2 separate regions of the Xenopus tropicalis genome follow, and region 1 is linked to region 2. Evidence: chromatin contacts called from public Hi-C data. All regions are on one chromosome and are shown on one strand. The core of a region is the stretch at or near the end of the contact, and the rest is flanking DNA. Distances in the headings are between cores, read along the strand shown. Region 1 has its middle 170 kb from the start of foxl1. Region 2 holds the start of foxc2 (forkhead box C2).

Evidence for each region. A called contact is a pair of places that touch in the nucleus more often than the background predicts.
Region 1: a Hi-C map of neurula embryo shows a contact between it and region 2, with 3 times the contacts expected there. The contact joins the enhancer-like site here to the promoter of foxc2 in region 2. A contact is called at or near these places in 2 of 5 Hi-C or Micro-C datasets (gastrula embryo and neurula embryo).

What each region holds. Positions count from the first base shown.
Region 1 is chr4:61,749,885-61,754,030 of UCB_Xtro_10.0, forward strand. No RefSeq gene overlaps it. Among named protein-coding and RNA genes, the nearest start is that of foxl1, 170 kb to the left of the region's middle. Within about 2 kb of position 1,882, at least 4 of the 11 cell types and tissues checked have an H3K27ac peak or open chromatin away from gene starts, as enhancers often do. A contact at or near this core is called in neurula embryo, where this site is marked.
Region 2 is chr4:61,558,421-61,562,309 of UCB_Xtro_10.0, forward strand. It overlaps foxc2 (forkhead box C2), which reads left to right and starts at 1,978. Exons shown (of 1, transcript NM_213692.1): 1 at 1,978-3,889. The coding sequence starts at 2,229. The coding sequence ends at 3,620.

The sequences.
Region 1 (4,146 bases), core at 632-3,131, 190 kb after region 2:
TTCATTCTATAATTTAAAATGTTATTACTAAACTCATAAATGTATTCTTATTTAATTGTAATATTGGTGTATAGGCAGCCATGTGCATTGTGCCTGATACTGTGCTTTTAGAAAGTGCCATCATTTCACAAAGGAAATGCTTTCAGATAAGCAATTGTTTCTCCTACTTAATGTAACTGGAGGAGTCACGACTAGCATGAGCCGGACTTGTATTTTTGCTATTGATTGCTATTGTCATATTTACCTCTAGGTGCATGGGAGCATTTTTAGCAATACAGGTGTTTGGTAGCTGTTATGTTGCTACCTTTCCATTGTTCTGCCGATTGCCTGCTGGAGGGAAAAGGGAGGGGTGATATCACTCCAACTTGCAGTGGAGCAGTAAAGTTTGACTGAAATTTATCAGAGCACGAGTCACATGAACAAAGGCACCTAAAAAAACTAAGAATATGTCTACCCCCAAGTTAGATTTAAATGCAGAATTAACAGCAGGTCCACGTGGATAATTCCAGGGTTTCCATTCCCTTGTGTCAGCTCGTAAGGCGTATATTTATCATTCTGTGTAAAAAGTGGAGTGAAGCATTACCGGTGATGTTGCTCAGGGCAACCAATCAGCAATTAGAATTAAACTGTTAGAAAGCCAAAGCAAAGCATCTGATTGGCTGCTATGAGCAACAACACTGATAATGTTTTACTCCACTTCTTACACAGCATGATAAATATACCTCTAAGTCAGTTAGTACAGTTAGTAATTAGTTCATCACAACAGAGCATGTATGTTATAATGCATAACTTGCATCAGACAGCAATAGCAAAAATGTTATTATTGTATCACAATTTCATGGTATTCCTATTTATTTCCTGAATAAAACTAGCATGGCAAGATTCACTTGTGCCATGTTAGCATATTGTTGTCCAAGGGGCATACCAATGGTGCCACTGGCCATAATATTACATGGTTTCCCCACAAACCTTACAAGTAGCATTTTCTTGCTTGGCTGCTTGACATCTGAATGACATACCCCACCCCATTATTTATCTATCTATGAAAGAACAAATTATTTTGATCACATACACAGGCCAGAGGACTGCTGACTGATGGGCAGCCCATGTGGTAACCAATATTTAGCTTGGTATGGGCAGATCAAGGTTCAAATTCCACAATCTTTTTATTATACCCCGTTTTGTTATGCAAAGCAGCTATAAAGTTTATGAAAAATGGCAATGAAATAGGAAAACTTCTGAGCTATTTATATATTTGACTTAAAACCTTTAAACTGGTTGATTGAATAGATGTAAAATGAGTGCTGAGGGAAGATATTTAACAAGGGAATTTTATAGGCTTGCTTAGTGCTGCTCAGAAACTCTTCCAGGCACATATTTATCAGCAATGCCTGATGAGCACAGCACATTTCCAACATACTGACCCAGGGATGGAACCAGAGGTCTTAATGTGACTCCAGCATTATGTGATCCTACTGAGCCTCTCACTATAAAAGCAGAGAATATGAAAGAAATGAGAATATACTTATGTACATTTGGGGATTTGCAGATTGACAGTTCTCTTTTATTGTTTGGTTCGATATTAGCCATTAAACATTTACTGCCTATTTCCCTAGCATCTCTAGTGTGGGCAGAAGGAAATATTCAAACAAATTGCACAGCAGCTGTAATGCTTCACACTGTACAGGGCTGCGGTCATGTAAAACATGTGAAATAGTAGAATGAAGGACAGGCTAATTTCTCTAGGCGATCTCCCACGACAATTCAGCCTGCCATCTAAGATCTAAAACCCATAAAGTTATATTGCTCAGACAGTACCACTATCTCTCTTTCTCTGTCCACCCACAATGTCCTGTGCTTGATAGGGCCCTTTTTCACTCAGCATCCCTCACGTCCCTCCCACTGTTCCCATACAATTTCACATGTGGTCTGAGAGGGGCATTTCCTGCCGTTAAGAAAAGCAAAACCAAGAGCCCAGCAGAAAAAAAAAAAAAAAGGCTGGATGCAGAACACCCAAGAAGACACAGTGTGAGAGAGAGAGCCCTAATCCATTCCATATGACTAACTGCCGAGGCCTAGAAAGCCAGGCCAAACACTGATTGGGATACAGAACAAGCCTTTTTTTTTCTAAGTGGACACTTCAAAACACTACAAAAATGTTCCAAAGAGCGTGCCCCTAAATTTTCACTGAGATTACTTGGCCTGCTCTGCAAACTCCTTTCCCTGCTCTAACAATAAACTATAGATTGCATTAATGCAAGTGCAGCTTAAGCAAATTCCATTGGTCTTCAGCATACTCCCAAGAGTGGATTCTTTCAGTAGTTGTGTTACTGTCCTATTTTGTTTTAGTCAGGATACGGTGCATGCTATTTCTTTCTGCATATTTATAAGTAAGTTACAGATTTACAGAAAAGTCACTAAAAGGAACTTTTAGGCCTCATTTATAAAGACAGAGGCAAACATACAATGTGCTAAGAATTGGTGTTGACTTTGCATGTTGCTCCATGGGTTGCGCTTTTAAGTTGCTGTACTCAGAGTGTTTGGAAGTGTCATTGTCCCCAGGAATGCCCCCTAGCTTGTGTACATTTAAACAAGGGAATATCAGGAGTCGCAAGGTACAGGAGATCCATGAACTTACTGTCAGTCTACAGGGCTATGCATGCTACAGGCTATGCATCTTTCACTAGAGTTTCAGTCTAGCACAAGGAGCACAACACATTGTGCTGGACCAAATGGGCACTAGGGCTGCCATTTGGACCCTTGCTTCCAGGCAGTAGTAAATGAACACACTGTTTGCTTACTTTTTTTCAATTAAGAAATACCTATGTTTTCTGTCACTTCTGCCACTAAACAAGAATATGAAGCTCATTTACTTTAGCACTTTTTGGCACTTCTTGACCCAAAGAACATCAGAGGAGCTGACAAAATGAATTACCAGTCCACTAAGATGCCCTCTGACAATGAACTGCTCAAAGGCTCCCTAGAAAAGGGAGGGGTAGATAGGGAGCTCTGAACAAATTACTCACTTTAGTCAGTTTTCCTCCAGGCTTTAAGTATTTTAAAGTTATTTAGAATTACGGCTTGTTTTACTGTGCTAGAGATTTTGGGTGGAGGAACCCTTTAAGTGGCTAGTATCAAGGGGGGGGGGGTGGCCTGAGTGTAGGACCTGGCAGGCATGGTAAACAGGGAGGAAGTTCCATTGCAGCTGAGGTCATGGGAGGCTTGAGAACTTGGTGGGAGGTATGTTAACTAGGTTAGGGGAAATGGGATTAAGAAACTGTACAGGGGTCAGGCTGGAAAAGTCCTTAGTTTGGGGGTGTAAAAAATTCTTGGTTGTTTATTATACAAACTGTTATACATGGATGCATTATTACATAATGGTTACATTTACAATGTTGTTTATATATTATAAGGAGTTTGGTGCAATTCTAGATTAGCAACCTGAAAGACTGTGTACTCAAGCTTCCCGAATTACCTGCCCAGTGTTCAATACAACAGTATACTAGTGTACTCAGTGTAAAGAGTGGGTAAGGCCCATGGATGAGCTGGAAGAGGGGCACACAATACTGTCTCTGGCATCTACAATTCACTTAAATTGAAGACACCAGAGAGCTCCACTACTGGCAGTTTTCAGCCCAAAAAAAGCATGTTAGAACATTTTTGACAATTAAATCCCCAGTACAGACAAACCAACCTGTGTATGCCATAGCCCTAAAGGCTATATATATTGCAGCAAAACTTGGTACTTGGTTTAACGGTTGATTTATTTAAACCATTCATGTTTTGAAAAGCTCTGCAAGCATTTTAGCATTTTTTTCAGCCATGTAAATAAACATAAATATGCAGATTCACCTCTAAAAATAAACCTAATTGGGACACAAGAAGATTTTGGCTGCTGACTAATAACTTGTTGTTGGCCCAAAATATGACTCTCACAATAAAACGCAGCCTCAGCGACATGATGATGTAGGTGAAGACTGAAGTGAATATGATGTGTGTGATACTGTGATGCTGTTTAAGCCCTGTGAGTGTAGATCTACTTCTGGTTTTATTTTTATGTGTGTGGAAGTATCCCAAGAAAACTTACACAGAGACAGGAAAATCATATAAGGGGTCAATTGTGAACCCAAAAAGATGCAATTATGA
Region 2 (3,889 bases), core at 728-3,227:
AAAAAACCTTCATATTTCTGCTTTAACATCGCAGTATGGTATCTCATAAAAGCAGCCTAGTCTCACTGTCTCTTTGATGTTCTGTAGGCATGTTCCGCATAAAACCTCTGCTTGTAATGTAAGCCCCCAAAATCTATTCTAGGTACCCTTAAATCAAGCTATACACAACAATGGAACATCACCATAGACAATAGTGGAATCTGCTTGTTCTACTATATCTCCAATAATGAATATTTGCCAAGTGAGAATTAGTAGGTGTGGATGATTGCCGACCGACTGAGCTATATTTGAAAAAAACTGTCCAAGAGCAAAAAAATGATCAAATAATTCATGATCTTGAGTTTCCCTTCCTTGGCGACTTTTGTGGCAGAGCTATACCTGATAATATGACTTCTGTGTCCCACATACTAAAATGTGCGCTGGCGACAGTGTAAAATAAATGGTCTGCTCTGCATTTTATACTAATTCAATTAAATGCTACAGCACTCCTCCACCCTTTCATTTCAGAGTGTGAATTCCCAACAGCTAATCCCGAAAATGTCTCTCAGATGTGAAGAAAGAATGTGTCACATTAAATAAACAGGGCTATCTTATAGGGAGGGCTGGGGGGTAATGAAAGTGTAATAAAAAGCAATTGCTGTTTTACAGCCACAAAAGGCTGCAGTCATGTATTCAATTTGAAGGATGAAATATTGGCCTTTAAACAATCTTCGTGTTTAATTAATATGTACCCAGCTTTGCATTATTGACAAAATGTAGACTTATATCTATCTTTAAAAACTCTTGAAAACTAATTAACAAAAAGAAGGTTCGATTTAGGTCATATTATTGCTGATTGACCCTCTGGATATCGGTTTAGAGAAGCGACAGTTTCCAGTTTTGACAATTTGCTTCCAAATTAGCTGTATATTATTAACATATTCTAGCCCTGCGGATCTGTGTGAAATGCTGAGCGTTTGTTACTATACCAGATTGTGATACTGTGCCTATTCTGTGAATCCAAACAACTTTCAATCGCTGTCAGTTCTTCTTTGCATTCTCATGGCTTCTCCATTCTGCATAAACGAATTAGCATTTAACCAGCATGCTCCGCTAATTAACTGTATCTGATTACCTCTAACGAAGCCAGTGAACTTTTCCTCTCTGTTTGAAGCAAAATAAATATTGGATTCGAAACACTTCATATCGAAATTCAGTAAGGATTGATGGTAAAATATATTTAAATCGATTTTTTTCTTTCTATGCACTTCCAAAAATCAAGCAAACAATACAGCCACATGCAACAGTGTATTGATTCTAACGAAAAAATCAACCGAAGTATTAGTTATTTAGGAATTTACACGAAAAAAAGGCAAACTTGTTTTATTCTGAAAATTCCACATCTGGCTCTGTGACACCACATTAGAACTCTACATGGCAGTCGTTTAAAACGAGTGAACATTTATCCACAATGATATTTCGAATGGAATTGGTAGAATTAGTATATATAAAAAGCGCTGGAATGATAATTCGACTTACGTGCAATGTATTTATTCCAGTGTTACACACTATTGCTGCGTATATATTAGTTATCATGTATTTCCAAAATTACAAGGTAATTAAGTTTGGGAAATTTCCAAAGCTTACAAATAAAATGCACAAGTTAAATGTAATCCATTGTGAGCATAATATTACATGGACTTTTGTATTCTAAAATATTTCATTAATAGTTTTTAAGATGACAGATTAAAACTTTAACTGCGTGCCTGTATGTTTAAAACTCCGAGCAGCTACAATTTACGCCGACCATATTTGGGTGAGTTTAAAAAAAAAAAAAAATAAATGAGCAAGAAGCCTGTGTAAATTCCTATAGAAACGGAGCGCGATGATTGGGCGGCTCTGCGGATTCCTGCACTCTGATTGGTAATAAGTTTTGGGAGGGGGCGTGCCCTGCTGGGAGTAAAAGCTTAGCTCGCTGAAAAAAGTTAGCGAAGTTCTCCGTTGCCTAAAAACCTGTGGCTGCCGAGTGGGAATCTGAGGAGCGGGGAGAAGTGGCCGGCCTGCTGGCGTTGGGTTCCCTGCCTCTGCCCCTACAAATACCTTGCAGTGTGTGGGAAGAGGATGCCAGACTGCAGCTGATACCCGCCTGCTCTGTGCCGACTGTGCTGCCTTCATCGTACCGTGCCCCCCTACATCTGCCGGACCCTCACTGACTGCTGCCCCCGGCACTCACCACTTCAGCACCAATGATGCAGGCGCGTTACTCCGTGGCAGACCCCAATGCTTTAGGGGTAGTGCCCTACCTGAGCGAACAGAACTACTACAGGGCTGCGGGCACCTATGGCAGCATGGCCACCCCTATGAGCGTGTACCCGGCCCATGAGCAGTACACTCCGGGCATGGCAAGATCCTATGGGCCTTACCACCACCATCAACCGGCAGCGCCCAAGGACCTGGTGAAGCCGCCTTACAGTTATATAGCCCTTATCACCATGGCCATCCAGAACGCCCCCGACAAGAAGATCACCCTAAATGGGATCTACCAGTTCATCATGGATCGCTTCCCTTTCTACCGGGAGAATAAGCAGGGCTGGCAGAACAGCATCAGGCACAACCTGTCGCTCAATGAGTGCTTTGTCAAGGTGCCCAGGGACGACAAGAAGCCAGGGAAGGGCAGCTACTGGACCCTGGACCCGGACTCGTACAACATGTTTGAGAATGGCAGTTTCCTCAGGAGGAGGAGGAGGTTCAAGAAGAAAGACGTGAGCCGGGAGAAGGAAGATCGGATCCTTAAGGATCAGGGCAAAGTGCAAGGCCCCATCCCCAGCCTGGAGCTGCCAAAGCACGACAAGAAGATTGTCATCAAGAGCGAGTCCCCCGAGCTGCCAGTCATCACCAAAGTGGAGAACCTGAGCCCCGATGGCGGCAGTGCCATGCAGGACAGCCCCCGCAGTGTGGCCTCCACTCCCTCTGTCTCCACTGAGAACTCCATCCCTGATCAGCACCCGGCCAGCAATGGCTTCAGTGTGGAGAATATCATGACCCTTAGGACTTCTCCCCATGGCGACCTGAGCCCGGTACCTGCTGTTCCCTGCCGGACTGGCATGGTGCCCTCTCTGCCCATTAACTACACCCAGACGCAGAGCTCTGTTTATAGCCAGGCCTGCACCCAAAGTATGGACACTAGTGGGAGCTACCAGTGTAGCATGAGAGCTATGAGTTTGTATACAGGTGACAGACCGAGCCACATGTGCGCTCCATCTACCTTGGAGGAGGCCACCTCAGATCATCACAATGGGACAGCTTCCCCTTTAAACTCCATGAGCCTGGGTTCCGGCCAGGAGAGTGTGCTGACCTCTAGCCATCATCAGCAAACTGCCACTGGGGGACAGACTGCTGCACCCTGGTACCTCAATCCCGGCGCAGACATTAGTCACCTCTCTGGGCACAACTTTGGCTCCCAACAGCAGACTTTTCCCAACGTTAGAGAGATGTTCAACTCTCACCGGCTTGGGATTGAAAGCTCAGCCCTCAGTGAGCACCAGGTGAGCGGTAACACAAGCTGTCAGATCCCTTATAGATCAGCGCCCTCCATATACCGCCACAGCAGCCCTTATGCCTACGACTGCACTAAGTACTGACTGCTGGGGACTGCTTTACTGTGACTGCAACTAATCACTCTGGGCTGCAATGTGGATTGGCTTACTGAGTAGCATGGAAAAACTGACCAGCAATGACAATGGTAAAAACCAGAACATATAGAACTACATATATATGTGTGTGTGCGTGTATATATATATATGTATTTATATGCATATATATATATGTGTACACACAAAGCTTTCACAAGTACAATCTACTTGAAGTATTTAGAGAGGAATTTAGAGAACAAGTCAAGCTTGTCCTTGGT